2 separate regions of the Ovis aries genome follow, and region 2 is linked to region 1. A link is a contact called in public Hi-C data. All regions are on one chromosome and are shown on one strand. The core of a region is the stretch at or near the end of the contact, and the rest is flanking DNA. Distances in the headings are between cores, read along the strand shown. Region 1 has its middle 7.1 kb from the start of TRNAC-GCA. Region 2 has its middle 26 kb from the start of RASGRP1.

Region 1 (7,952 bases), core at 3,642-6,141:
GCAACAGTATTCTTGCCTGGAGAATCCCATGGACAGAGGGGCCTGCCAGGCTACAGTCCACGGGGTCTCAAGCAAGATATGACTTATCGACCAAACAACAACAACAACAACCCTATGTGCCAGGCTCTAGGAGAACTGATTGCTCTGAGTGCTTAGAGGCACTTCTTCATAACCAGTTTTGGATGGATTTATTTTAGCTTTCTTGAGAAAAGTACGTCTAGAGATGAAATCTAAATGAATGTAGAGAGAAGTGATTCTTGTGTTGATCAAAGTTCAGAATGAGAATGTGTAATGTATACCAAATTAGGTTCTGCTTAGCATTTACTATGCTATGCCTTTAACAATTTACTGATTTTTTTTGTGTGTATTTCTTGTTAGTCTAAAAATTCAAATCACACAGGCACTTTAGCTCTGTGTAGAGTTAAAGTTTAGGCTGTAACTCTTTTCTACAGAGCTCTTCTTGGAAGGAGATTCCACATTTAAGGAAGTAATGCTGTCAGAGGCTTTGAAGCTATTTCTTAAGCTTTTGTTTTTATTGCCACTGCACTAATGATGGCAGGGCCGTCCCTTCTCCTATGTGACATGCTTGAGCAGGTGTGCAGATGGTTAAAGGACTAGGCGGATGGGACTCAGGTGGCAGATGGTGATGCCTTGTCGTGGTTCCAACTACACTTTGAACATTCTGTCCCTCCTCCGACATGCATCACTTCAGGTGGTAACCTCATTTGGAGGTGAATTGTTCTTCGCTGTGTGTGTGTGTGTGTGTGTGTGGGGGGGGGTGTTTGAGTTGACCTCATACCTGGCACTGTGTAAAACGTATTGGCCTAGATTCTGCCCCAGAGATGATAGAGGCCTATTGGTGTTTACTGTGTTCTCTTTCATATTGGTTTTTAGAATAGAACCTGAAGAGATCTAGTTTTACCGAGATTACCTAGTCACCGGCACTGTTCTATTTACCTTCATCTGGTTTTCTCTCCAAGGACAGATGCTTCATGAAAAAAAGGAGTTCCTGAGTCAAATTATGGAAGAAAGGGCAAATGCGGTTAGAAAATGTTGATTGCTTTCCTCCCCCCATCACCTCTGTGTTGATACCTACACCTTCTCTTCTGCACCTCTCTGAATATAGCCATGGTGGATGTTTCTGGCATGCTGATAGCTTCTCCCCTTAAGTCAGCTCTCCTCTTGGTCTTAAGTAATTTTTCAGCACTCTGGGAGCTTCCTTGGATTCCCTGCAGGTGGTACTCAGAAGCCATGGGAGTGTTCACATCCTCAGCCCTCCATCTTTGGGAAGTTGGACTTGATAAATGCCTAAAACCACCTCACCCTCTGCAGAATCATTCTGAAGCCACATCATAGTTTCTCAGAGAGTTTCCAGCAGAACTGAGCTCTAAACAGAGCAAATGCTCAGAGCAGTGACCTATTAACATAAGCTGCATGGTGTTTCCCATTTCCCTGTTTCATTTTTCTCTGTCTCATTTGTGTTTCCTATTTCTGTCTCTGACACAAACTACCTGTACTCAAGTTCTTATCTGAGAGTGTGCTTTTGGAAGACTGCATCTCTGGATAGTCCTGTGCATATCCAGTTTGAGAGTTTTTTGAGTAGAGAAATTTATTTAGTCCTGTTCCCTAAACTTGCCATTCCATAATTTTTTTTTAACTCTAAAATTCTGTGTATCTAATTTTTTTTTTCCCAATATCATTCCTGATTTTGGCTGCTGGAGATATCTGAGAGAGGTATTGCTTAATAGTGGCCCATGAAAGAACCCACAGATTCCTTTTTACAGCTTATTTTTGTCTTGAGTCCCCTTGGCAGAAGCCTCAAGGTCACAAGTCTGCAAGGGACCTTAGAGTCTATTTACCTCATTTTATCAATAGAGGAACTAAGACCTAGAGTGATGGGCTGTCATTTGGCTCAGTCATCTGCAATTTCATAGGACATGTGCAAATTATCCAGCCCAAAGTTTAGTAAACTGGCTTATGGGCAAAACTCAGCCTGCAGCCTGTTTTTGTACAGCCCAAGCCAAGAACAGTTATTACGTTTTTAAGTAGTTGAAAAAATTTTGAAAATACTATTTCATGATAATGAAAATTAATATAAAATTATAACTTCAATATCTATAAAGTTTTATTGAATATAGGCACACCCATTGGTTTATGTCACTAAACCAACAGCTGTTTTACTGCTACGATGGCAGAGATGAGTTGTTGTGACACAGATGGTCTAACCCACAAGCCTGAGATATTTACTGTCTGATTCTCTGCAGAAAAAGTTTGCCAGCTCCTGTTTTAGCTTCTCAGGACATGATAAAGAGAATTGCAGATGTTAGAGTGCACATAGGCATACATTTATAGAACGTGGTGGAAAGGTCAGAGGTATGAGTTGTGGGTGAGAATCCTGTTCTGTGCAGTGCTCTTAACAAGCCTTGTTGGATTTTGGACAAATGACAACACAGTTAAACATCAATTTCCTCATTTATGAAATGGAGGGACTAGACCGAAGAGTTCTTAAATTCCCTGATAATCTATTTTCTCTTAGTTTGTCTATTCCGGATCCATTAATCACTGTGCTAGACTCACGGTCACAGTTGTTGACATCTCCCCTGTGACACAGCTTTCACAGGTGTGCAAAAATCATATTATAAACTTTCTAGTGAATCTCGAGTCCATTCCCCAGCTACTTCCTTTATCTAAATCTCACACAAATCCAATAATTCTCCTGCCATATTGCCTAAGGCCAGGTACCAGGCAACTAGAGACCACCCCTATAGAGCAGAGGGCACCAATATGATGAAAACTAGCCAATTTTAGACCATTTCTCCCTTCCCTGCCTTGCCTTTCCCATAGAAAACACAATCAAGGCTCTAGGCCATGCTTTCCTCTCCTTCCTGCTTGTACCCGCTGGTGTTTCCCCACGCGCCTCTCATTCCTGGGGAATTGTAACAGGAAGCTCTTCTCAGTGACACGGACCTTTCTGTATCATTCCTCAGTCACCTTTATAAATTAAGACTTGTGCACAAATTGCTTAAGCACAAACAACTTATAATTCTGTGTGGTTATCTCAGAGTTTAATGTGTATATAATTCTAGAACATGATTTGTTCCTGATATTCAGCCTAAGCCAGTGTTCCCTGATTGCAGCTCAGTTCCATTGCTCCTCATCCATGAGCTGTAGGAAAGTGAGCACGTAGGCTGCATCCTTGCCACACAGGGAGCCTTTGGCTATTTCTAAAGTTCATATGACTTATTGGTAAGTCTGTGGTTTGCTGCCTCATAAATCAAAAGCTGAGATTAAGAAACACTTTCTCATCACATTATACGGTTTTTCATTTGTCTTTCCTCCTTACACTGCTCTGAGTCCTGGAAACACTACGCTTTCCTACTTAGCCCAGTATGAGCTGTGCTATATATTTTTTCCTGAGTGTTTGCTTTAGCTATGTCAGGTATGATTGACTCTGTTTTTCCAGAAAGTCATCTGTCTTTTGGTAGCTCCTATCGCTGTTGGTATTGCCATCTTTCTTTCAGGGATTCTCTCTTCTGTGTCGCCCTCAGAAAGCAAGGTCAGTTAGGACTTAGAGGGGTGTGTGGTGGCACAGATGAGTAAACCAGATCAGGTATGACACAATCAGGGTGATGGGGACTACGGTGACCAAATGGCCACATGCTGTTGACTCAGCTCTTATTTCTCACCTTTGAGCAATTACTGTCACATGAGAATTCTGTCCAGTGGCGACAAAACTTTTCACTTTTTAAAGAGAAGTCCCAAATCTAGAATTTTAGATGGCATCTCTAGAATTTACAATACATGAAAATGAGAAGGAAAAAAAAAAAAGTTTGAGTCAAATGAAATGCAACTCAAGTTGAATGGGCCTGTGAGCCATCGCTTTGCTATGTTTGATCTGTGATAAATGGGGAAATCCTTCCAGACTCATTCCAGACTCATTCTTGCTTCGACTAAGTCACTGGACCCAGAACCTATGACTGCTGAACTCTTAGCTTTTGTCAACACTTGTCTCATATGCCGTGAGATCCTAGGATCCAGCTCCTTGCTATTTCAAGGGTAAATCAGGCAATCTAATGATCTCATTCAAACGGACACTTTTGCTAGGATCTTTCCTTCCTTCTCCACTAAGATGTATATTTTATGAATGAAATTATAGGGTAATATTCTTATAGCTCTTTTCTATAATTGAGGATTTTAAACATGTAAAAGGGTCAGAAGTCCATAGTCAGCCAGAGGGGGATAGATAGGCACAATGATAAGTGGTACTTTGTGTTACCTCCCAGATCACAGGTATTAGCAAGCTGTCAGTGTCCAGGGCCAGGTCTGAAAATAATCTGGACTTGCATCGTTGTGCCTATGGTTGCCATTGTTATCACTATCAGCATCAGGTATGGGCTGACTTACAGAGGACCATTCACCAACTTGGGTCAGTTCTCCCTTAAAGGGTGCTTCTGCTGTTGATAGGCACTGTGCTTTTGAAGGTTGTTCGTGTATGCACCTAGTAACTGGCATCATATACGTTGCCTAAGTGCTATTTTGCATGCTTAATAAGATCCCCCTGAGCTTTTAAAACATTTAAGTGAAGATTTAGATTGCACAAATAGAAGAGGCAGCTGGTGAGACTTGGTCTTATGGCAGGTGGAGGGGATACTTTGAGGTTTAGAAGCCCAAACCAGACTTTCTGTTCTTCTCTGGCCATTTTTCTAGAAGGCACCCACATTAAACCCACCAAGTTTTATTCAGTGAAAGCAGTGAAATGTCTGCTGTTCCCATCTTCTTAGACTGCCAGCAGCACTTAACAAGAATCCAATGAGCGAGCGCCTTAGATGGCTAGTTGACCAGCTCTCTACCCCAGCTCCCTCTCAGGAATAATAAGGTTCTATGCCAGGATTGTACACATCCAACAGCTCAGCATGAGTCATTCTTTTGCCCCAGGGTCGGTTAAGATTGAATCAGTGAGTTGAGGAAAAAAAAACAGAACAGTGATTTGATTTCTTTTATTCCCCCTGGGAAGTAGGTTGAGGATAAGGATGAGGACAAACTCGTTTATTTTACATGCTTATTTGCAGGATTAATATATAGTCTTCTTCCACGAGTAATGCTGTGAGCACTGTGTACAGCTCTGTCATTAATGAGAGGGAACTGGGAACTGTTTCATTTCCTTTTGGGGTAATCCTTTTGAGGCTAGCACCACCGTGTGGATAAAGTGGATACAGACATCTTTGGCTTGCGTAACAGGCCAGCACTGTGCCTCTGGCAACATGATTTTAGGATCTTCTCTCCCATTTCATCTCTTCTGAGTCATCGCAGAACAGCATAGTGATAGGGATATTTTTTGCAGCAGTGTTATACAGTGCTGGGCTCTCAGGAGTCTGTGCTTCCACAAAGTGACTGAACTTGCAGGAGGATGACAGGAAAGATTCACAGAGCAGATTCGTATCAGGGAGAGTGGGAATTAGACCCCTAGTTTGGGATTAGCCACTGGACTCTAAAGTGGATGGTGCCAATTTGGACTCTATAAGAAACACCAGGGTCTGTTCTGAGGCAACTTTCTGACCTTTATTACCCAAGAGGGGCAGACTGAATCAGAGGAGAGGAGGAGACATAAAATTTGGTGGTGGGGTACAAAAAATTTTTACCAAACCACAGTGGTTTGCCTCCTGGTTGAGAACATGAGGTGCAGCTCCTCTCCTGACTCTTATGGTAGAATGAAGAGGGGAGAAGAATACAGAGCAGTTCTACTGACTGCAGCTTTAAGTCCTGCAAGCAGGGTGGGAGTGGCTGGCAAAGAGAGGAGAAAGATTTGTACCTCCATAGTGGCCTTTCCTGTGTGCTGGCACCAAGATCCCTGGAGAAGGGCAAGCCTGCTCCTCCCTGAGGGGTTTTCTTCATTTCCAAATTGACTTGTATGTGTATGTTGGGATTGGGGTCTAACAGATAAAGGTAGGGAAAGCAGTTGTTTATAAAGAACTAGCCCCATTTAGCTCCTAATAGATCACCCTTCCAGTCTTTTTCTTTGTTTAGTCTCCCAACTCCAAAGAGAAAAAGTTTTACTAACACTTAAAATGGGGAGTTGTGATTGTAGAAATTTCAGGGAGTCAAGAAAAAAATCAGGATATGCTAACATTCCTCTCTTCGATGAACTATTAAAGTGATAGGAAATGTATTGAACAGTCCTTGCCACCCACCAGTCACCATTGCCTTTATATATCCCCTTTGCATGTATGCACAGTTGTACAGTTGTGTCCAGCTCTTTGCCGCCCCATGGACTGTAGCCCACCAGCCTCGTCTGTCCATAGGATTTCTCAGACAGGAATACTGGAGTGGGTTGCCATTTCCTACTCCAGAGGATCTTTGCATCCCAGGGATCGAACCTGAGTTTCTTGCATCTCCTGCATTGGCAGGTGGATTCTTTACCACTGAGCCACCTGGGAAACCCATCTCTCTCTTTTACTCTTTTCCATAACTGGCCTGGCTCCTACACCTGTAAACATTAATATATCTGGGATTTCAGATTGGAACAGCTTCTTGTGGCTGAGTATGGATTAATGCCAGTCTGGTGGGGGCTTTCAAGGGACATGTTATGGAACTTTCCTCTGTAGAAAGCCATTTTTCAAACTTCAGTATGACCGGGAAGCTGGGTGGGCCAGCTGATATGTGACGTGCAGACTCAGGTTCAGATTAAGATTAGAACAGAGATAAATTAATTAGGGAATAGAAAAATAGAGAAAAATCAATGAAATAAAAAGTTAGTTCTTTAGAAAGGTCAGTAAAATTGATGAACTTTTAGTTAGATGACTAAAAAAAAAGGAATCAGATAACTACTGATATTACCACTGATGCTACGGAAATAAAAAGTATTATAAGAGGATACTATTAACAATTGTATGTCAACAAATTGGATAGCCTGGATGAAATGGGCAAGTTCTAGAAACATAAAACCTATCAAGACTGAATCATAAAGAAATAAAAAACCTGTTCTTAGAACAGATCTTTAACAAGTAAGGAGACTGAATCAGTAATCAAAAATCTCCCAAAAAGGAAGAGGCCTGGACCTGATGGCTTCACTGTTGAATTTTAACAAATACTTGAAGAAGAATGAATACTAATCCTTCTCAAACTTTTCCAAAAATTGAAGAGGAGAGAAAAGTCCTAACTCATTCTATGAGGCCAGTTTTTTTCTGATATCAAAAAGCCAGACAAAGGCATTATAAGAAAATGCCATTCATAACTTCATTGAAACCCCTAACAAAACCCCAGTGAATGATTTTCTTTTAAGAGTAAAAATATTTAAAGACTCATCCTGAAATTCATGTGGAATTTCAAGGTACAGTGAATAGCCAGAACAGTCTTGAAAAAGAATAACGTACTTGAAGGACTCAACTCAACTGAACATAGTTGAAGGACTCCTGATGTCAAGACTTACTACAAAGTTATGGTATTTAAAACAGTGTGGTACTGGCATGAAGACATGCATATATACCAATGTACCAGAATAGAGATTCCTGAAATAAACCCTTCCATATATACTCAAATGATTTGCAACATGGATGTTAAAACCATTCAGTGGGGAGAGTTCAGTCTTTTCAACAAGTGGTACTGTGAAAACTAGTTATCCACATGGAAAAGAAAGAAGGTGGACCTTTACCTAACACCATAAACAAAATTAAATCAAAATGGATCAAAGACCTAAACATAAAACTATTGAATTCGTAGAAGAAAACACGAAATTATAAAACTCTAAGAAGAAAACATGTGAGAAAATCTCCTTGATATTAATCTCTCTGGAGAGAGCCAAGAGGAAAGAAGAGAGGTAGAAATTTCTTCTACAATCTAGATGTCACCAGGAGCCACCACTATCTTTGATGCTGGCTTAGATTGCTTTTCCTACCATCCTCCACATTTCATGTACTATGTTTTAGTTCTTTTTCTGAGGATTTCTGCACATGTTT
Region 2 (7,952 bases), core at 2,468-4,967, 720 kb before region 1:
CAGGCAGATTCTTCGCCACCGAAACACTAGGGAAGCGCCATTCATGTCCTGAGGCTGGATTGAGTCCCATGTGTGCCCTTCAGACAAGCCAGGAGCCTGAGCCCCTGCTCCACCCCACAGCTTTCCCACTCTTCCTCCCACATCCCAAGGCTGCTCCTACATCACTGCCTTTCCTGATCTTCCCTCTGTCTGGAACATTCCTCCTGTGGTTGTCTGTGTGGCTGGGTCACTCTTAGGGTTCAGGCCTCAGTTATACCGTCTTCTCTCAGAGAGGCTTCCCTGACACCCTCTCCGAAGCATCCCAACCGCCCCGCCCACCCAAGGCCTTCCTCTCCTCCCATCCTCTCTCGTTTTCTTGTTCTCTCTGTCTGGCATGGTCTGATCTGGTTTGCTTTTTGTGCTGCCCTGCATCACCTGACAAGAGTGTGAGCCTTCTGGAAGCAAGGCTCTGTCCGTCTTGCTCACTGCCATGTTCCCAGGGCCTCTGAAGGTGCCTGGAACACAGCTGGCAGCCAACAGATAGTTGGTGGAGAAATGTAGAAAGTCATATTCAGACAGATGTGTGGGATGGTCTGGGCATCCCCACGGGGTCAGACTTGAGGAGGAGAGCAGGGTCATGGGACTCTTCAGGAAACCCCTGAGTGGACCAGGACTCTGGCAAAGAGGCGGGACCAGGCGGCTGGATGCCCTGAGGAATGGCTGCTCCAGATCAAACATAAGGCTGTGTTAGGTCATTCCCCCGACTGTCCCCACCCCAGGGAAGAAGAGCACCGAAGTGTTGTTAGGTCATTCCCCCAACTGTCCCCCCCCCCCAGGGAAGAAGAGCACCGAAGTGTGAGATAACTAGGACCCTCCAGGCCTGGGATGCAAACCCTTTGTTGTGGTGGTGCAGTCACTAAGTCGTGTCCAACTCTCTGCAACCCCATGGACTGCAGCACGCCAGACTTCTCTCTCAGAGTTTGCTCAAATTCATGTCCATTGAGTCAGTGGTGCCATCCAACTATCTCATCCCCTATCGCCCCTTCTCCTACCCTTTGGGAGGATCTTATTTCCAGAGAGCTTCCGTGAAGACCTCTGGAAACAAAGACATAGCATTTTCAGAATATCCTCAAGTCAAGAAACTCAAGAGAGTGCCCCAAGTGTGAGAAGTAACTCTTAGGGAGGACAGTTTAATTGGGCACAAACACTGCTTGGAACTACCATCTCACCGGGCTTCCTAAATGATACGCTGCTCAGTTGTGTCTGATCTTTGCAGCCCCATGGACTGTAGCCTGCCAGGCTCCTCTGTCCATGGAATTTTCCAGGCAAGAACACTGGAGTGGGTTTCCATTTTCCTCCTCCAGGGGATCTTCCCGACCCAGAGATCAAACCTGCAGCTCCTGCATCTCCTGTATTGGCAGGCAGATTGTTTACCACTAGCACCACCTGGGAAGCCCCTAAATGATATAGTCCTACAGAAAGTAGCAAAGCTGAGGCAAGGCAAGTCTAACTCAAAGGCAGTCAATAGAAGCCAAGAGTCAGGAGAGGCCAAGAGATGACTGCAAGGTTATTTGCATTAGATCACTGGATTTCTTTACAGTTTTCCACTGATGAAAGGTAGTTTGCAAAGTTATGATGTGTCCATTTTCTTTATTTTTCCTGTTCATCAAAATCCCTATCTAAAAATGAAACTACTATCTAGATAGTTCATTGCCAGCTTCTAGTTTAAAAAAAAATAAAATTGGGGCACAAAGCCATATTTGAAGTTTGGAAAATTATCAAAATTCATGTCTAAGGAATCTGAATTGTCTTGGATCTTGGTTAAATATCTAGTAAATCTACTCATCCAGCCAGTAATCTCAGGCTTCTTTGGTAGCTTAGATAGTAAAGAATTTGCCTGCAATGCAGGAGACCTGGGTTTGATCCCTGGGTCAGGAAGATCCCCTGGAGAAGGAAGTGGCAACCCACTCTAGTATTCTTGCCTGGGAAATCCCACGGACAGAGGAGCCTGGCGGGCTACAGTCCACGGGGTCTCAGTGGCTTGAACACAACTGGTCGACCAACACTTTGACTATTCACTTCAGCCAGTAATCTCAGTGAGTTATGATTCTAACCAGGTTTTCGACTGAATTGAGTCTTCAGTAGTTTTCTATTCAGAGCATCCAAATTAACCATAGTAAAGGCCCCTTTACTATTTAATCACTGTAAAATAATCAAAGCTCCAGTGCAAATCAGTCATCAGAAATACAAGTGTTTCTGGGGAAGTTCTTGGGCCCTATCCCTACAGGCTGCTTAAGGGGAGGGGAGTTATTTGCTTCTGCTCATCTGCAAAATTGAGATGGTTAGAAATTTCTACAATAGCACTAAGCAACTGCCCAAAGGGAGATAGAAACAGAGCATCTGATCTGGCAGTTTCTCCATCTGGAAAGAGAAAAGTCAAGTCCAGTCTTTCTTTTCTTCCTGATAAAGCTAATTGCCTTAGGTTAACGCAATGCATTAACATCTATTTCTGCTTTATTGACTATGCCAAAGCTTTTGACTGTGTGGATCACAATAAACTGGAAAATTCTGAAAGAGATGGGAATACCAGACTACCTGACCTGCCTCTTGAGAAACCTACATGTAGGTCAGGAAGCAACAGTTAGAACTGGACATGGAAAAACAGACTGGTTCCAAATAGGAAAAGGAGCACATCAAGTCTGTATATTGTCACCCTGCTTATTTAACTTCTATGCAGAGTACATCATGAGAAACGCTGGGCTGGAAGAAGCAAAAGCTGGAATCAAAATTGCCAGAAGAAATATCAATAACCTCAGATATGCAGATGACACCATCTTTATGGCAGAAAATGAAGGGGAACTAAAAAGCCTCTTGATGAAAGTGAAAGAGGAGAGTGAAAAAGTTGACTTAAAGCTCAACATTCAGAAAACGAAGATCATGGCATCCGGTCCCATCACTTCATGGGAAATAGATGGGGAAACAGTGGAAAACATTGTCACACTTTATTTTGGGGGGCTCCAAAATCACTGCCGATGGTGACTGCAGCCATGAAATTAAAAGACGCTTACTCCTTGGAAGGAAAGTTATGACCAACCTAGATAGCATATTCAAAAGCAGAGATGTTACTTTGCCAGCAAAGGTCCATGTAGTCAAGGCTATGGTTTTTCCAGTGGTCATGTATGGAGGTGAGAGTTGGACTGTGAAGAAAGCTGAGCGCCAAAGAATTGATGGTTTTGAACTGTGGTGTTGGAGAAGACTCTTGAGAGTCCCTTGGACTGCAAGGAGATCCAAGCAGTCCATTCTGAAGGAGATCAGCCCTGGGATTTCTTTGGAAGGAATGATGCTAAAGCTGAAACTCCAGTACTTTGGCCACCTCATGCGAAGAGTTGACTCATTGGAAAAGACTCTGATGCTGGGAGGGATTGGGGGCAGGAGGAGAAGGGGATGATAGAGGATGAGATGGCTGGATGGCATCACGGACTCGATGGACGTGAGTCTGAGTGAACTCCGGGAGATGGTGATGGCAGGGAGGCCTGGCGTGCTGTGATTCATGGAGTCGCAAAGAGTCGGACACGACTGAGCAACTGAACTGAACTGAATGCAATGCATAATACTTGGTGGCACAAAAAGAATAGAAAGTTCCAGAAGGTATGATTTGGAGCTCTGTGAAGAGCTGCATACCCTAGGCAGGCAGTATAAATCCTCTGAAACTCTGATGTTCAGTGACAAGGGTGTCTGGAGCAGGAACAATGCCTGCATTCACATTCAGGCTCCGGAGAGAACAAAGCTCTTAGGTCTGCAGTTACCAGCCTGGTCTTGATTTTTGAACACATCCGTTTGATGCTTGCTACTTTCCCAGGCATAATTTTCCCACGATGGTCTCACATGTACGTACATATGAGTAAAATGCCATAGTCCTCCATTATCTGTGGTTTAACTTCCCGCAGTTTCAGCTCCACATGGTCAACCACAGTCCAGAAATATTACATTCAAAGTTTCAGAAATAACTCAGAAATTTTCAATTGGGTGCCATTCTGAGCAGCATGAGGAAATCCTGTGCTGCCCTCCTCAGAAGTCCTGGGAATGTCAGTCGGTCCTCCTGGGAGTGTCAGTCCATCCTCTTCAGCCCCCCTGGGAATGTCAGTTGGTTCTCCTGGGAGTGTCCGTCGGTCCTCCTCGGTCCTCCTGGGAGTGTCAGTACATCCTGTCCATGAGTCACATGGTAGCTTCCTGGGTCATCTGACTGTCCTGATAGGGCTTGTGTTCAAGTCAGGGCTTGTGTTCAAGTCACCCTTATTTTGCTTGACATCAGCCCCCAAATGCAAGAGGAGTGATGCTGGCAATTCAGATAAGCCAAAGAGAAGCCGTCAAGGGCTCCCTTTAAGAGAAAACTAAAAGTCCTCAACTTAATAAGGAAAGGGGGCGGGGGAAGTAAGTGCTGAGGCTGTTCTCTGGTGAGAATGAGTCTTCTATCCATAAAGTTGTGAAGAAAGATAAAGAAATTCTTGCTAGTTTTTCTAGTGTTGTACCTCAACTACAAGTTATAGCCACAGTGCATATTAAGTGCTTCATTAAGGCAGGAAAGGCATTAGCTTGTACTGAGACCACATTCATGTAACTTTTATTATAGGATATCATTTTAATTGTTGTATTTTATTATCATTAATCTCTCACTGTGCCTAATTTATAAATTAGACTTTATCATAGGCATGTGTGTATAGGAAAAAATAATGTGTGTGTATATATATATATATATACACACACACACATATATATACACACATGTATATATAGGGTCTGGTGTTCTTCATGGTTTCAAGCATCCACTGCAGGTCTGACAATGTATCCTCAAGGATAAGGGGGGACTACTGCATGCTTTTTACACTTTGCTGGGTGTTGAAGTTGCTGCCTGATGGTAAGTCTTAGCCCTTTGCCTTGCAGTGGCTTTCCCTAATATGGGCTTGTGAAGCACCACTGAGCAAAATACACACATCACAACAGTATCATAAGGCAGCCAAGTTCGCATTTTCTGCCCTAGTTCCCGAGCCTGCATCCTCAGGTGAAACTCTATTACAGTGTGTCCTTGCTTCCCTGGAGAATAAGCAGCTTCCAGAGTAGAAACTGCTTACTTAATCTTCGATTGCTTCGGCAGTAACAGACCTTCTACTCCCTTCTTGGCTCCATACCACCCCATCCAGCACCCCAGTACTTTCCCACCTCGAACTGAGACCAGCCTGGAGTCTCTCTCTCGTGGTGCATGCCCCTGTGTTTAGAATATCCCAAACCCTGAGTTAAGGTTGCTCTGGTTCTTAATGTGTACCCTTGAAGATCAGGTCATATCCTGCTGAACTCTCTGGAGGAAGAGATCAGAGTGTACCTTCTTAGAGCCTGCCGCTCCAGGTCTGAGAACATTCTTGCTGATTCCTTCTCCCTTCAGACAGTAGAGACAATGGCCACTAAGCGCTGGTCCAGCCTCACGCCTCCCATATCTCCCAGAGCCACAGCTTCCTGTGAGAAAGAAGACCTTCCCTTTATTCTCTCTCCACCCCACAGCCTGATGGCCTGGCCTGCCTTTTTCCACTTGCCCCCTTGAGTTTCCTTCTCCCAGGATTAGTCATCCTCCCAGAGGTGCTTCTGGAGGGAAGTGGTTCAAAAAGAGGGCCGTCCAGAGGCTGACTGTTTAAAAGATGGTGAGCCACAGAGGGGGCCTGAGAAACCAAGAGGGCTTTAGTTGAGGCATGCATTTTCCCCCTTAAGCCTCAGCCCATTCCCTTAATCCACATGTATGTTTTAAGTCAGATAGATGTCAACACAATCCCCAACATCTCTTCTTTCTGATCAGTGTTCAATACCCAGACGAACTCTGGGGCATTGAAAGGGTTTCTGTGTGTGTGTGTACACTCAGTTGTGTCTGACTCTTTGCGATCCCATGGACTGTAGCCCACCAGGCTCCTCTGTCCATGGGATTCTGCAGCCAAGAACACTGGAGTGGGTTGCCATTTCCTCCTGCAGAGAATCTTCCCGACCTAGGGATTGAACTCGTGTCTCCTGTGTTGACAGGCAGATTCTTTACCACCTGTTCCACCTGGAAGCCCATAAGTGGCTGCAGTGATCCACACCTTCACTCTTACTTGGGATGCTCTTTGGAAAAGAAATCTTTCCCAGAGTCTCCCATTCTCAAGCAATTTTACAAGAGAGGAAGCTTGCACAACCCCTGGCCTGTCCCATACAATGTGTAATGTTTTTCACAACCTTTACATTTGGAAATCCTATTGCCTCTCCATAAATCTCCTAATCCAACCCAGGAGGTCAGCAAAGCCTGCAAGACTCCCAGCTCACAGGCTCCTTGCTGCTGTGCCGCTAATCAGCCGCCTGTGGATGCCCACCTATCGCAGGTTGGTGGGGCACTGGCTGCACTTCTCCAGATCCCCACTAGAGGGAGCCCTAACATTTATGTTCTCCCAAACCTGCCTGAATATACCTGATGCTTTTGAGAGGCCCACTCTTCCCTGTTGCTTCACATGCTAACAACAAATGTCTATAACAGCCACAACTTTTGGGTGCTCAGTGTACAGAGAGCTTTCACCTAGTATCTCAGCTTGTCTTCTCACGACCAAAGATGAACACTATTCTCATTCCCATCTTGCAGATGAGGACACTGGGGCACAAACCAGGTCAGCAACTCCCCCCAAATAAATGACATAATACATTATGTATAAAGCACCATGGGAGCATTGATGAAACAAAATAATCATCATAACTGATGTTTCTTGAGTGTATCCAGACTTGCACTAGAAGTTTCATGAACTCTCCTTAGCCTTCCCACCAGCTGGTCCAGAGATGACATCAGGAGCATGGGCAAGTGTTACTATCAGGAGAAGGAACATGTTTCTTAAAAGCCCCTGTCTTTTGACCATCTCCTCTGTTGTCTCTTGTTCTGAACACTAATGTTTTAAATGCATTTGAACACACCCAGCTTTTCCACCGCTTCTCTAACATCCTCTTATCCGAGTCTTCATGGCATTCAAGTCTGGGCTAACTTCATTTCCTCTCACTCCCCCCAGGACCTCTAGCTACATCAGTGGGAATTACTGTTAGTCCTAATTTAGAGATGAGGAGACCAGGGCTCAGATAAACCAAATAACTTGTATAAATTCATTCAGCTTATAAAGGAAGAATCGCAGTGTCTGAGGAGGGAGGTATGTATCAGTTCAGTTCAGTCACTCAGCCATGTCTTTGCGACCCCATGAATCGCAGCACACCAGGCTTCCCTGTCCATCACCATCTCCCGTAGTTCACTCAGACTCACGTCCATCGAGTCAGTGATGCCATCCAGCCATCTCATCCTCGGTCGCCCCCTTCTCCTCCTGCCCCCAATCCCCCCCAGCATCAGAGTCTTTTCCAGTGAGTCAGCTCTTTGGCATGAGGTGGCCAAAGTACTGGAGTTTCAGCTTTAGCATCATTCCTTCCAAAAGAAATCCCAGGGCTGATCTCCTTCAGAATGGACTGCTTGGATCTCCTTGCAGTCCAAGGGACTCTCAAGAGTCTTCTCCAACACCACAGTTCAAAAGCATCAATTCTTCGGCGCTCAGCCTTCTTCAAAGTCCAACTCTCACATCCATACATGACCACAGGAAAAACCATAGCCTTGACTAGATGGACCTTAGTCAGCAAAGTAATGTCTCTGCTTTTCAATATACTATCTACGTTGGTCATAACTTTCCTTCCAAGGAGTAAGCATCTTTTAATTTCATGGCTGCAGTCACCATCTGCAGTGATTTTGGAGCCCCAAAAAATAAAGTCTGACACTGTTTCCACTGTTTCCCCATCTATTTCCCATGAAGTGATGGGACCAGATGCCATGATCTTCGTTTTCTGAATGTATAGATATTGGTTAATGTCAAACTCCAGAGCAAGCAAGAAAATTAAGAGCATCACAGGCAAAGGAAACAGCCTGGACAGAAGTACAAAGA

The links. A called contact is a pair of places that touch in the nucleus more often than the background predicts.
Region 2: a contact with region 1 is called in a Hi-C map of hypothalamus, with 6 times the contacts expected there. The contact joins two enhancer-like sites. A contact is called at or near these places in 4 of 16 Hi-C or Micro-C datasets (hypothalamus, mixed tissues, omental adipose tissue and 1 more).

The regions. Positions count from the first base shown.
Region 1 is chr7:31,788,365-31,796,316 of ARS-UI_Ramb_v3.0, reverse strand. No RefSeq gene overlaps it. Among named protein-coding and RNA genes, the nearest start is that of TRNAC-GCA, 7.1 kb to the right of the region's middle. Within about 2 kb of position 4,891, at least 30 of the 54 cell types and tissues checked have an H3K27ac peak or open chromatin away from gene starts, as enhancers often do.
Region 2 is chr7:32,502,861-32,510,812 of ARS-UI_Ramb_v3.0, reverse strand. No RefSeq gene overlaps it. Among named protein-coding and RNA genes, the nearest start is that of RASGRP1, 26 kb to the right of the region's middle. Within about 2 kb of position 3,717, at least 6 of the 54 cell types and tissues checked have an H3K27ac peak or open chromatin away from gene starts, as enhancers often do.